4 separate regions of the Mus musculus genome follow, and regions 1, 3 and 4 are each linked to region 2. A link is a contact called in public HiCAR-type and HiChIP or PLAC-seq data. All regions are on one chromosome and are shown on one strand. The core of a region is the stretch at or near the end of the contact, and the rest is flanking DNA. Distances in the headings are between cores, read along the strand shown. Region 1 overlaps Gm36443 (a long non-coding RNA gene). Region 2 holds the start of Lef1 (lymphoid enhancer binding factor 1). Region 3 has its middle 4.0 kb from the start of Gm43522. Region 4 has its middle 20 kb from the start of Gm36520.

Evidence for each region. HiCAR-type assays count read pairs that join an accessible place to other places. HiChIP or PLAC-seq counts read pairs in DNA pulled down with a chosen protein or histone mark.
Region 1: an H3K27ac HiChIP or PLAC-seq map of CD4 single positive thymocytes shows a contact between it and region 2, with 8 times the contacts expected there. The contact joins the enhancer-like site here to the promoter of Lef1 in region 2. A contact is called at or near these places in 8 of 39 promoter capture datasets (the 3T3-L1 cell line, the C10 cell line, cranial neural crest and 5 more), 1 of 15 datasets of contacts at CTCF or cohesin (large pre-B cells), 3 of 484 Hi-C or Micro-C datasets (bone marrow-derived macrophages, embryonic stem cells and regulatory T cells), 22 of 115 datasets of contacts at active chromatin or transcription factors (the 230-238 cell line, CD4 single positive thymocytes, the NIH/3T3 cell line and 16 more) and 4 of 9 other capture datasets (embryonic stem cells, liver, macrophages and 1 more).
Region 3: a contact with region 2 is called in a HiCAR-type map of Th2 cells, with 6 times the contacts expected there. The contact joins the enhancer-like site here to the promoter of Lef1 in region 2. A contact is called at or near these places in 17 of 39 promoter capture datasets (the 3T3-L1 cell line, 3T3-L1-derived adipocytes, the C10 cell line and 11 more), 1 of 15 datasets of contacts at CTCF or cohesin (large pre-B cells), 20 of 484 Hi-C or Micro-C datasets (B cells, CD4 T cells, MC3T3-E1-derived osteoblasts and 12 more), 24 of 115 datasets of contacts at active chromatin or transcription factors (the 230-238 cell line, CD4 single positive thymocytes, the SCID.adh cell line and 18 more) and 5 of 9 other capture datasets (adipose tissue, embryonic stem cells, liver and 2 more).
Region 4: an H3K4me3 HiChIP or PLAC-seq map of the 230-238 cell line shows a contact between it and region 2, with 27 read pairs. The contact joins the enhancer-like site here to the promoter of Lef1 in region 2. A contact is called at or near these places in 10 of 39 promoter capture datasets (the 3T3-L1 cell line, the C10 cell line, cranial neural crest and 7 more), 1 of 15 datasets of contacts at CTCF or cohesin (large pre-B cells), 12 of 484 Hi-C or Micro-C datasets (the C10 cell line, brown adipocytes, embryonic fibroblasts and 6 more), 19 of 115 datasets of contacts at active chromatin or transcription factors (the 230-238 cell line, the SCID.adh cell line, T-cell acute lymphoblastic leukemia and 15 more) and 5 of 9 other capture datasets (adipose tissue, embryonic stem cells, liver and 2 more).

What each region holds. Positions count from the first base shown.
Region 1 is chr3:130,795,437-130,798,657 of GRCm38.p6, reverse strand. The region is part of intron 2 of Gm36443 (a long non-coding RNA gene); the gene reads left to right. Among named protein-coding and RNA genes, the nearest start is that of Gm36443, 6.9 kb to the left of the region's middle. Within about 2 kb of position 1,942, at least 57 of the 459 cell types and tissues checked have an H3K27ac peak or open chromatin away from gene starts, as enhancers often do. A contact at or near this core is called in CD4 single positive thymocytes, bone marrow-derived macrophages, double positive thymocytes and 1 more, where this site is marked.
Region 2 is chr3:131,108,887-131,112,140 of GRCm38.p6, reverse strand. Lef1 (lymphoid enhancer binding factor 1) reads right to left here and starts at 1,844. Exons shown (of 12, transcript NM_010703.4): 1 at 463-1,844. The coding sequence starts at 669.
Region 3 is chr3:130,762,742-130,765,859 of GRCm38.p6, reverse strand. No RefSeq gene overlaps it. Among named protein-coding and RNA genes, the nearest start is that of Gm43522, 4.0 kb to the right of the region's middle. Within about 2 kb of position 1,444, at least 8 of the 459 cell types and tissues checked have an H3K27ac peak or open chromatin away from gene starts, as enhancers often do. A contact at or near this core is called in CD4 single positive thymocytes and Th2 cells, where this site is marked.
Region 4 is chr3:130,830,055-130,833,271 of GRCm38.p6, reverse strand. No RefSeq gene overlaps it. Among named protein-coding and RNA genes, the nearest start is that of Gm36520, 20 kb to the left of the region's middle. Within about 2 kb of position 1,276, at least 8 of the 459 cell types and tissues checked have an H3K27ac peak or open chromatin away from gene starts, as enhancers often do. A contact at or near this core is called in the 230-238 cell line, where this site is marked.

The sequences.
Region 1 (3,221 bases), core at 693-3,192, 310 kb after region 2:
TTACAATATATTCATGAAAGCATTCCACGTCTTTTTCTCCACAGTATTTATCCCTCTCTGGGATCAAGTTTGAGAGCACACCGATTGATTTATAGCACCTAGCACCATTTGACTCACATCGTAGGCATTCAAGAAATAGTTACTTAAAGAAAACCAAACAAAGGGACCAGCAGGCACTTAAGATTAGCACTAGGCACCATGATGATATGCACCGCTATTAGATACCTGTCTTAGTTAGGGTTTTACTGCTATGAAGTCTTATAAATGACAACATTTAATTGGGACAGGCTTACAGGTTCAGAGGTTCAGTTCATTATCATCTAGGTGGGAACATGGCAGCATCCAGGCAGGAATGGTGCAGGAGGAGCTGAGAGTTCTACATCTTCATCTGCAGGCTGCTAACAGAATACTGGCTTCCAGGCAGCTAGGAGTAGGGTCTTAAAGCCCATACCCACAAGGCCACACCTACTCCAACAAGGCCACACCACCAAATAGTGCCACTCCCAGGACTGAGCACCTACAAACCATCACAATACCATTGAACAGTGGAGGGAGGAGCTAGAAAGACAGACAGTTCTGCAGTTAAAAGCACTTGCTGCTCTTGCAAAGGACTGTGCAGTTAAAAGCACTTGCTGCTCTTGCAAAGGACTGGGTTTCATTTCCAGCATTTACATGGCTGCTCGCAAGCAGCAGGAACTCTAGTTCTAAGGTATCCAGTGCCTTCATGGTCTCCTCCTTCAGGGACACACCAGGCACACAGATAGACAAACATTCACACATACAAAATCTTTGAAAAACAAAGTAAATCTTAAAAGAAAAAGTAAGGGGCAGGGAGCCCCTAAGGATGACCCGATGCTTAATAAAATCAAAGCGCGGGGTTTTGTTAGACATTTCCCTGGTTGGTTCAAGCAACATATTTTCCCACAGCCATTTGGCACACTCCTCTTACACATCCACACAAAGGAAAACATCATCTGAAGAAATAGGTTCAATTTCCTAAACTTGACACCCAGAGTCCAATTCTGAGTTAAGTACATCATCACTGCCCGTGCCTCCAGAGTGCTGAGGGGACAGTGTGTCTGCAAAGAGCTCTTGTTTTAGCCGTGGGATTTCCTCTCAAGCCATGGACATCAGCACTAAGACGTCACTCCCCCAACAGAATACTAGATACCAGACAATGATCGTTTGCAGGCCTTCCTCCAATGGTCCATAAGAGGTCAGTGGACAGAAATTCGAAGAGCCTCATTATGCCAACCGGTAAAACAACCAACCCCAGGGCAGCATCTAGCTGACAGTTAACTGTGAGCTGCCTCAATGGGGGATCATTATAATTTTAAAGTTAATGAAATATGAATAAATGTCTGGCATCAGATTGACGAATATGATATGTGCTTAGCAAATCCCTGAGAACGGGGAAGATGGCTAGGTGAAAACTATATAGGAAGATAGTTCTAGGAAGTCCCGCCTTAAAGTATGAATGAGTCTGCACTCAGCCAGGTGGTGCACAGCTGTAATCTCAGCACTTGAGAGGGGGAAGCAGAAGGGTAGAGAGTTCAAGGCCATCCTCTGCTACTAGTGAGACAGAGGCAGCCTGGAATGCAGGAACCTGGGGTGCTAGGGGCAGAAGGAAAGGCGTGGGGAAGGCCATACATACAAAGCAGAAAGAAGACTGGCTTTTACAGAGCAAAGGCTAAGAATTAGAAGTCAGTAAACTAGCTCATATCAACTGAAGAGTGATTCTCATTAAACTAGGTATGTGTGTGACTAAAAGTAACCAATTAAGTGTGTGTGCCTAAGCAGTTCTCTGTTATCTGCTAATATGCCTGCGCCTGACAAACCAACGCCCACTGGCTCCGATATCCACAGAGTGTAATCACCCGGGTTCCGGCACTCTTCTGAGACATGTGGGTGATTGGGACTGAGGAAACAGTGGGGAAAGTGCCACATATAGTCTAACAGAAACAGGAAATAAAACAGCATTCACTCACATAGGTCACTGGGGCATGCAAAGGGGGACTCCTGTGTGCTTTCTTCCGGTTTTAGAAGAGCAAACCGCTGAGGGGGACCCGGGAGCAATGTCTGCCAATTGGCTATGTGTCAGAGGCAGCCACCAAGGAGAGGTTCTTAGTGTGTCAAACCCCCGTCACCTGGATGGTGGGGATGGTAATATCCATCCAGACAGGAGACACTTTAGAGTTTTGATTGTTTTTGTAAAAATAAAAAAAAATACTAAAATGAACAGCTTTCAGGCTGATAGCCAGGCTCATTTACACACACGAGCAAAAGCCCTGGCTTCACAATTAGCCATCTGTTGAGATGGGGACATCCTTACTAATTTCATGAACTGGACTTGGAGGTGGACATCATTGGAAGATGTACTCATCTGTTGAAGGCCAAAGCAGATCTTAACTCCCTCCAGCTCCAAAGAGGAGCCGTAAAAGCTAGGAGAGAACAGAGTGTGGTGTGTCAGTGGAACCCACTCTGCTGGGCTGTTTCCGTGTCCCGTCCCGTCCCCCCACTTCCCCCCAGGGCTGGCATTCCAGCAGGCACAAAATAAAGGGCCCACAGATCCCACCAAGTTTAGTACCTGTTCGTATCTCTTTAGAAATCAAAAGGGAAAGGTGGAACTTTTGAACAGAAAGTGTGCTGTAAGGTGCAGGTTGAATGGTCATTATTCCAATGTGGACGGACAGTTTTCGTTTCATTTTTTTAAAGAAGAGGTGCTTGTGAAAGTTGTCATAGGCCAGCCTGTAGTATGGAATATTCTGGGACTATACTGCCAAAAATCTACCACCTCAGACCTACAAAGCAGTTTTAGTGTAAGGATCCACGATTTGCTGAAGAATAGCATTCTGAACTCAGATAGTATGTAAACAAGGAGGGTTTTATTCTGCAGAAGTCCAGCATGCTGGGATCTCCCCATTACCAAGAAAGAGAGACGCCCAAGTGAGCTTGCAGGCCTGATTTAAAGCACATCAGGGAATTCTGGGGTAGGTGACCTCTGTGTTAAATCTGTTGGGTCCGTCTCTAGGGACATCCCATTACTGAGGTGTGGGGGCTGGAAACCTGCTGGGAAGGTCTGGGAACTGTTACTGAAAAAGTAGCTCAGGAAGTCTGGAAACTACTGCTGACCCATGGTCCTTGCTTCAGGCCGGGCGGCTGGGACATTCCATGACCTGGGCATGAAGGCTGGAGCCTGGGTTTTTTTCTATTAGTAATTG
Region 2 (3,254 bases), core at 595-3,094:
GGGACGGCCCCTTCTGCGAGGCCCACGCCCGCCTCTCCTTCCTCCCGCCTGGGGCTTCGCTCCTTGGAGCCCTCGGTGGTTTAACGCACTTCTGTGCACTGTACCGAGAGAGCTAGCGGATGCACTTTGTTTTCCACCCCATGATAGACTTCACAGTTGTGTTTAGACATCCCTGTTTTAATGCACCGCGTCCCTCAGAGCCACCGAAACGTCGGAGGACGAAACCGGTCCGGTATAGGCCAGCGTTTCCTGCCCATTTGCCACCGTTTAGCCATAGAAACACTTGGGATAAATTTCCCTGCCCGCTGCTCACACACGTGCGCACCATGGACTAGGGGCCGTTATTCCCCACCCAGCCCGCGAGGGACCAGGGCTCAATGGCCACCGTGGTCGCGCACCCTGCTTGCTTCCCCTCCGCTTCCCCGGGACCCGCCACGCCTCTCCGGACAGCTGCCCACTCACCTCATGCCCGTTGCTGGCTGGGATGATTTCGGACTCGTTAACCAAAGATGACTTGATGTCGGCTAAGTCGCCCTCCTCTTCGGGATGACTGATCTCGGCGAAGATCTTCTCCTTCTGGGGATCGCCTTCGTCCTTGAAGGGGATCATCTCATCGGTGGCGCAGAGTTCCGGGTCCCCCCCGCCGCCTCCTCCGGAAAGTTGGGGCATCCCGGCGGCTGTGTAATCTCCGCTCCGCTGCGGGAGCACTCCGAGACAGCAAGAAGGGAGGGTCGATGTGAGGTGGGGGAGTTGGAAGACTGAGTGCGGGAGGACTGTGAATGGAAGCCGGGTGGGCAAGCGAGGGGCCCACGGCTGGAGCAGCTGCAGGAGCCTCTGCGATTGCCGCGCTTTCCCACTTAGAAGGACGCCGGCGCCCGGCCCTGGGGCGAAGGGCACCAGACTGCGAGGGCGGCAGCCGCCGGCGCCTCTGAGAGCGTCTACGCCGCTCCGCGTGCACTAGGCTAGGCTGCCAGGGCTGGGTGGCCACCCCACGCCGCACTCGTTGCTGGGGTCTGTGCTTCGAGGACACCGGTTCCGGAGGGGACACGACTTGCCAAAGTGCAAACGAGGGTCCCGTGGTGCGTCACCGTGCAAAACCTCTCCACGGATTCCTCGGATGCTGATTTCGGTGATTTGGGGTTTTGTTTTGTTTTGTTTTTGAGAAGAGGAGAGCTGGGCCAAGAGGCTCCCTTTGCCCCAGCGGAGGTACGAGAAGAATCAGAAAATACCGAAAAGTCCACTTCCTTCAGAGTAAACAATAAAGAGCCACCGGGCTGCAGACGTCCGCGTTAGAGCTTCTTTCCTTCCCTTTCGCTTCGGTTTTCCTTCTGGAGGAGCATTTAATCTGCTGGAGGGGGAGGGGCGGAGGAGGAGGGGAGAAAAAGAGAAGTTTGCCAAGAATAAAGTTTGTGATGATGAGCGCTGGGAATCGGCGGTGGCTGGCACGGCGGAGTCTTGGGGAGTCACAGCAGGAGCTTCGGGCCCAAATGTTCCAGCCCGCAGCTCGGGCCGATACACACACTTACACACACACACACACACACACACACACACACACACTCGAGCCCGATCCCTCTTTGTTCCCGGCTCGAGTTTCTGCCTGGCTCGCCTCTCTCCCCGCCTCCCCTCGGTCAAAGCAAAGAGCTGCCGGTGGCCCCTCGGCTCCTCCGGGCAGACCGGCCGGGGAACACCCGGAGCGTAGCCGCTTGCAAGGCTCCGGGAATGTCCGAATGCCAGGGCCCACGAAAGCGCAGCCCGGTCCCTCCGGTGCGCGCTGCCCCGCAGGTGAGCGGTTGCGCCTTCCCACCGCTTCTCCTCGCCGCGCCTAGCCGGCGCTGCAAAGCTATTCACTTGCGTCGCTTCTCCTCCCCCGCCCCTCCCCCGCCTCCTGCTCTCCTTGGCTGCCTGCTGGAGGGGTGGGGAGGAGGGAGTCTGTTAGGAGGAGGAGGAGATCCAGGTTCTCTCCCCCCCCCCCCAGCCCTAGTTCATTTCCTAGCACCCAAAGGACGAGTCATACTTGGGGGGGGGGGGCGCCGTGGGGGTGCGTATGTGTTTGCGCCCGCCTGTTCATGCCTGGGGGGGGGGGGACGACACCATACAACCTGAAGATAGACTGGGTGCTGTGTGTAACCCAACCCCAAAGAACAGTGTGGCCCACGTGAAAATTGACGAGAAACTACGGGAATGGCTTAACTTCATCATCTGAGCATCTCTTCTTCTCTTGCCGACCCCACCCCACCCCGCCCCCGGCGCCTCACTTCTAGTCCTTTGCCAGTCTTTCTTCAACCTCCTTCCCGCCGCCCACTCTAGCCCCCTCACTCAGGCAAGGGGAGGAAGATGAAAGAGAAAGCCGCTGGCGCTGTGGTCGACACCACATTGATAGATGCTCTGACAGAGGGAATAAGGCGAGAATTAGGGACTAGGGGAAGGAAAAGGAGAAAATGTAACACATTGCTCACCTAACCAGAGAGAAGAGATTCAGCAAAGGCAAACAGAAGAGTTGTGACTCTACTAACCGTGAATCACACACACTTCGGAGACAAGGGCACACCACCCTAGCGAAAATAAAATCTCCAGGCTTACCAGGGGGGAAGGATCAGTAAGAAGGGTGTGGATGAAGACTGAGCCTTAAATATCGCTTCTACGCTATCACATTCATTGTGCCTTTATCACCGAATGAACGTGGGTTTTTGGAGATTCTCGACTCAGCGTGTAGAGACCTCGTAGAAAAAGGAAAATACATCCCAAAAGGAGGGAGAAGAACAACCTAGGAGAGGCAGGCAGCACTGGGCAGTTGCTGACATCCTGGAGACTCCGCTGAAAGGGACCTTTAAAGGATGGATGTAAATACGAATCAAACCTCAAAAATTCTCCGGTTCCCACTGTCTCCTTGGTGCATTTTGGACAGGACTTTTAAGGGCGACGCTTTGTGAAAGTCACTGTGTAAGTGGGGCTTAAGTTTGGAAACACATTGTCTTTTAGCTCTCAACCCCTCCCCTCAAGTCAAATATTCAGGCAAAATCATTAGACCAGTGAGGCAGCCATCTGTAGAACCTGGGAGCAGTAAACAGGAAGAATTGTATCTCCATCTTACTTAAATGGAAAATAAGACTCCAACGAATCGTGTGTTGGTTTCATTACATAAGAACGCTTAGGACAAGAGCTCTCTTTTAAAGGTGAAAGTGTGGGCTATTGGGCATTGTAGACTTTAACAGTTCTTTAAGTCAGCATTTAAAACTTTGCTTACTGATAAC
Region 3 (3,118 bases), core at 195-2,694, 350 kb after region 2:
CTAACAACCAGCCTCCTCCTCCCAGCTGGGAATTATAGAGGAAACCTCAGCCCTGAGAACACAGGGAGATGGAAATTTGCATACTCAGCCAACCATTCCTATAGCTGCTTAATAATTCAGGTACAACGAAGTTTCAACAGTTTGCATAAGAGGAAGCAAGCCTTTGGGAGGTGCAAGGGCTATCTGAAAATGATAAGGCAGAAGCCTCCAGGCCAACAAGGTAGCTCTTAAAGGTGTTTGTGGTTAAGCCTGAGGACCTGAGTTCAGTCCCACATGGTAAAAGGAAAAAACAGACCTTCATGTTGTCCTCTGCCTTCCACACGTGTGCCATGTCATACATGCCTCTGCCTCAAATACACACTCACACACACACACACACACACACACACACACACACACACACACACATATTTTAAGAAAATTATTTCTTCCCACCTAATTTTATGGTATTTGCAGATGAGTGTTAGAATCCCGATGTCATCTTGCATTCTTGGGGGGGGGGGGGCAGAGGAGGCGCTAAACCAAGGAACTAAATGTGCTTGACTGACTAGAATGACTAAAAATGAGCTGATCTACTCTGAGCATGCTCGCTCCTCCCCACCATACCCTTGTTCCAGATTTGTGAGGTTTCTCTGTAACAGTTGTTAAGTCGTCTCCCTGCTACAGAGAAAGTCCCCCCTCAAAGGCTAATATGTTAGACTTGTTGTGTATATCATAAACACACAGCTCACGGGATTTTCATGAGCCACCTGTGCCTATGTGATCAGCACTGAAATAGAAACCAAACTATATTTTAAGTTAAAAATAAAAACCTAGGACTTATTCTACCTAAGAAATTGCAGTGACGCCATGGCTGCGCTCAGCTGACTGGATATAGGCAGGACTTGTGTAGGACTGAGTCTTCATGACGATCACAAAGAAATTACAAAGGTCATGGCCAGAGAGGCCCAACTACTCAGAAGATGAAGCAAGAGAACTGCAAGTTCAAGGTCATCCCGAGTAACTTAGCAAGACCCTGTCTCAAAACAAAAACAAGGAAAGATGTAGGGCTGAAATTTGGTGGTAGAATACTTACCCGCTATGTAGGAAGCTCTGGTTCACCACAGTTCTGTATTCCCCAGTACATGAGAAAAAAAAAAAACCTAGCCAACTACAGGAAGAGAGTCCCTGAGAAGTGGTTCCATCTTTTATTTTTGTTAGTATCGATCAATAGTGGGTTTCAATAGGACATCTTTGTACATGTATATCTGATCATAATCACCACACACATACCCGTTATCCTCTCTGCTTCCCCTCTCCTCCCCCAGCTAGTCCCTTCTACTCTTACATTTGTTATGCTCTGATGGTCCAATCGGTTTCATTACAGTTGCTTACAGGAGCTCAGCTCAGGTATTGTTTACTGGATCACACACTGTGGGTTACACCATTGAAGGAAATGTCTATCTCCTGACAACCAGGAAACGCACGTAAGTCCTCAGGAAATGGCAGACCTTATGAGTGCCTCTCCCTTCTACAGAAAGCTGCTGACAGGCACAGTCTTGTGCAGGCAATCCCAGCTGCTCTGGGTGCCAGGGTGCAGTGGCCTTATTATGGTCACAAGTCAGCATTCCGCACCCTCTCCCACTTCCTCCAGCTCTTACATTCCTTCCACCCTTCCTTCTACAATGTCCCCCGAGCCTCTGGGGTGGAGATATGGATGTCCCACTTCTGGCTAGCATTCACCCATCTCTTACTCTCATCATGATAGCCGGGTACTACTGACCACTGCAAAAAGAAGTCTCTCTGGCTACGGCACACAGCAGCACTAGTCTGTGGGCACAAACCCAGTTATTTAGAAGGCAGTTTGATGTGATCATCATGTTCATTCAGCAAAATAGCGGCTTCTCCACTAAGGCCTATGATTCTCACAGCCGTGGGCTTTGACCACATTTACAGCACTAGAGGTGAATTCTCCGTTGTCAATCAGGCTTCAATTCCCATTCGAAGCTGGTTGGTTAGCCCTCTAACAGACTGGCCACCATTGTGCTGGTGAGCAGGTTGCCTGGATGATTGGTAGTGTTGCATCTGGGGTCAATAGCTGAGTAAGACAATTGATGACAACCATTCCCCTAAATCTATAACACCTTTCTAGCACCATGAGGACCACTCAGCAATAAGGAAGCCTTTAGCCTAGTTCCAGTTTGGTTGATTTATCTGTGTACTCCGATCAACACATGTGATGTCTTCAGCGACCCAGTCATACAGTCTGGTTCTTGATGGCAACCAAAAGCAGTTTCAATCACTCTGCACTGGGGGATGGGGAAGGTGACCCCAGGATCTCCCTAACCAACAACACATAGGGCGGCAGTCCACTTTTGGCACTGGGATTTTCACTTTATAACCCACGTCCTCTGGAAATCTCCTTATCTACTGAAGCAGGGCACCTCTGTTCAAATTCTTCTATCTTATATTGCTTTTTAAATTAGCTTATCAAGCATCAGATTTCCTTGTGGCATTTTTGTGCATTGTTGGTTTTAATTGACTCTCCTGTCCTTCTCCCAATCTTGCTGTCCCTAACCTGTACTAAAACCTTCCCACTACTCCCAGGGAAATAGGAGCTTTTGTGTTCCTATAGCTCTTCATGAGAGAGATAATCTTGACTCTTTTCTCAGGATTCCAACTCTAAGACACTAGGAAAAAAAAAACCAAAACTCTGAAGCTGATGAGAACATCAGTGGGTGGGGAGGTGAGTAAGAGGAGAGAAGAAGGTGTTTCACAGTCGGGGGTGAGTGTGGTCATACAGAGACGGGCACCTGCCAGAAATTTGTCTTAAAACCTATACTACACAACACAAGAGGGAACCATGTTGTAAACTATGGACTTAGGGTGACAAGAAGGTGTCAGTGCCAACACTGATGCTATCAGATAATCTGTAAAGGACACCAGTAGTCAGGAAGGTTGTGTGTGTGTGTGTGTGTGTGTGTGTGTTGGGGATATGAAAGAATTTTGTACTTTCTGTTCTATTTTATTACAAACTTAAAACTTGCCTTAGAATAAGGTCTATTTTTTAAAAAAATATGCCTTTAACATAAAAATGTTCCTGTTAAATGGAGTCTTTTGTTTCTTTCATGGTAAGACT
Region 4 (3,217 bases), core at 27-2,526, 280 kb after region 2:
AAAGGTCAGAAGTCCACGGAGCAGCCTGCTTGAAAAACACGTCCGCACTGAGAGAGGCAATGAAGGTTGGCTGGTGCTTCCTGCTAGAAGGTTGTTCCAAAGGACTTCATCTTACCGCACCCCTCCCATCTGCTGAAGTTGCCCCTGCTCTGAGGACATGGCTTTATCTTGCTTCGAGTGGCTTCTCAAAGCACACTGGAGTGTCACGTGTAGGATTACATTTTTTTTTTCTGAAGCAGCAGAGGACAAGTGTGGTCCTGCCACCACTGTGAAACTTCAGATGGTCTCCAGACACTCAACTTACTACAGCTATCAGGAGGAGACAATAGGATTCCAAAGGAATTACAGTCTTTACTGCAAATCTGGACAAGAAGAGAGATAACACCATCTTGTCCATTTAAACTTAAGCAGGCTGAACTCTAAACACAAGGAGAGAATCGAGGTAGGGAAACTTAGCTCCATGGGACCTAGCGAGTAACAGAAGCAAACAAGCTGAGGCAAAGTCATCAGACGTTAAATATGTCGACGTTTAATGCAGGAAGCTGGCTGTAGTGGTACACATCTCTAATCCCAGCACTCATCAGGCAGAGGCAGATGGATCTCTGTGAGTTTGAGGCCAGCCTGGTCTACAGAGTGAGTTCTAGGACAGCCAGATCTACATAGTGAGACCCTGTCTCAATCAATCAATCAATCAATCAATCAATCAATCAATTTTAATGTGTCAGGCTAGTCAGAAACAATAGGTGGCTATAACCATGTAGTCGAGCTGATTCTTTGCCAGTCACTGTCCTATCTATTCTGTCTTCTACACCCCAGTGCCCCTGAAATCCTAATAAGGTAATAAAAATATATGTGTATTCCTATGGATAATTAAGCATTGTGCTGTATAGTCTTCTTGCTTAGATTCTCTTTATCCTGTACTTTGTGTGTTGTGTATGCATATATATATATTTGATATATGATATAAATATATGTAAAGTATCTTTAAGAGTCAGTTTGTTTGTTATAAAAGAAATCAGCATTAATCTGGCCAAACTCTTTGCGTCTATGTTGCGGAATATCTCCGCTCTTGCCACACAATACGTGTCCCATTGGAACACACTGCCTGTACTCATCCTCTGAGTTTATTTCAAATAATGCTTACTTGCTTTTAGTAAGTCATAACACACAATTAAGTGCTCATCACTGCTTAACGAAAGAGTCATCTTTTCCATTTCACCAGATCCTGCCCAGCTTCTAGCTTGATCTGCTCAAAGCAAAAGTAATTCATGACCACCAATGCATGATCAGCCATCCGTGAGCTACTACTCCATGGCTCAGAAGTCACCTCCACTCGCCTCGTGTCCTGGACTCGTGTCACGTGACTCTCTCATTTTGTTCACTTTGGGCCATTACCTTTTCCCTAACTCTTTCAAAGGTACATTCATTTCTACAGAAACAAGAAAGCCACTTACTTGGGGAAAGCATACATTTTTTCCTGAACAAAATGTAGTAGGTAAGAAAGGCTATGATACTATGAAATGGATCTTTGATGAGTCCATAAATCCATAAATCTCTCAGAAATTTATTGTGAAACTAATTTAAAACTGATCTAACAACTTATATAGCCATATTTAGGCCAGTGCTTAGCTGGTTTAGATTTTTTTAAAAGTCACCTGTATATGTGTGTCATATATGCCATATGTGTACAGGTGCCCACAAAAGCCAGAAGAGGACATTAGATCCCCTGAGCTGGAGTTACAGGCTATTTTAAGCTATTTTACATGGTACAAAGAACCAAATTAAGGTCCTCTGCAAAGGCAGCAAGTGTTCTTAACTGCTAAGCCATCTTTCTGGTCCCTCCGTGCTTAACTGTTTTATATGATTCTGGACAAAATGCCACCTATGATTAAAAAGAAAATCCCGGACCTGCAAGGGTGTCACTTGGCAGCATTTAGATCCCCAGGACCCATGTAGAAGCTGGTGGGGGAGGGAAAGGTGGCCACCTGTAATCCCAGCACTTAGAAGGCAGAGGCAGGGGATCCCAGCTGAGAAGGCAGACCAGACTCTGTTTCAAAAACATAAAAGCAACAAACTAAAATTCCTGATGTCAACCTTGGGCTTATACCCACAGAACAATACATACACATTAATACACATCTCAATACACAGAAATATACACGCACACACACACACACACACACACATGCACACACTAAAAAAATAATCCTTATAGAAATTTGCTAATACACTTAATTATTTTTGAAAAACAGCTGAACTTTAAAAAAAAAATTATCCTGCTCCTCCCGCACAATGCAAAGTCTGGGTTTCTGGCCTAGGGCGTTTGTTCCATTAGCCCTTTGGCTTTTTATGTTTTTAAGTCTCAAGTCGATGCCTTGCAGAGATGAGAATCACTAAAGTATGGATAAAAGGTACGCTGATCAAATGCACTCTCTGTAATTTGTAAACAAAACGAAATTGATGCTTCCCATCTAATCGCTAGCTAAGCTGGGCTTCCAGCACTAGGGTCTAGGCTGCCCATGGGGCTGCAGGAGACTCCTTCATCGGCTTGGAGGAGAAGACCCTGACTTCTCTATTACGTGCACCTCTAGGTTGCTGATCGCTAGGGAGGGTTGCTACTTCCTCAGTGAAATATTTCCCAGGTTCTCACCTACGTGGCAGGTACTGCCCAAGTTGCCGAGGCTACAAGTAACAGGTCTGTACTCTCAACCCAATGGAGTTCCCACCCAGCTGTATGGAGAGCAAAATGCAGAGATGAAAACATGTGATGTGTTGAAAGGTGATAACTGCTGTGCCTGGAACAACCTGGAGGTGGTGGGGAGCACCGAAGACCAGGTAACGGCCACTCATAGGAGCAGTAGGGCAGTTAGCTCCATTCTATCATACGTGTCTGGGTTAGGAAGTCCCTAGGCACTGGGAGGAGCATTAGAGCAGTTATACCTCCATTATAGAATACACTCCTGGGTTAGGAAGCCACCAAGACTTCTCTGTAGAGGGACTTCAGAAGATATATCCATCAAAAGTCACCAAATCTCTTTTGAATCATCCTATAAATTGATCGCTTTCTCTAGTTTTGACACCATAGTATTTAGCTTAGTTACTACCGCAGTACAGGTAAGCCAAAGGCAGTCTTTATTGAAGTTTCCACGTAGTGTGGGCTGTTCAATCATTTAACAATTACTTATTGAGTTGTTACTATGGGATGGGCATGCTTACA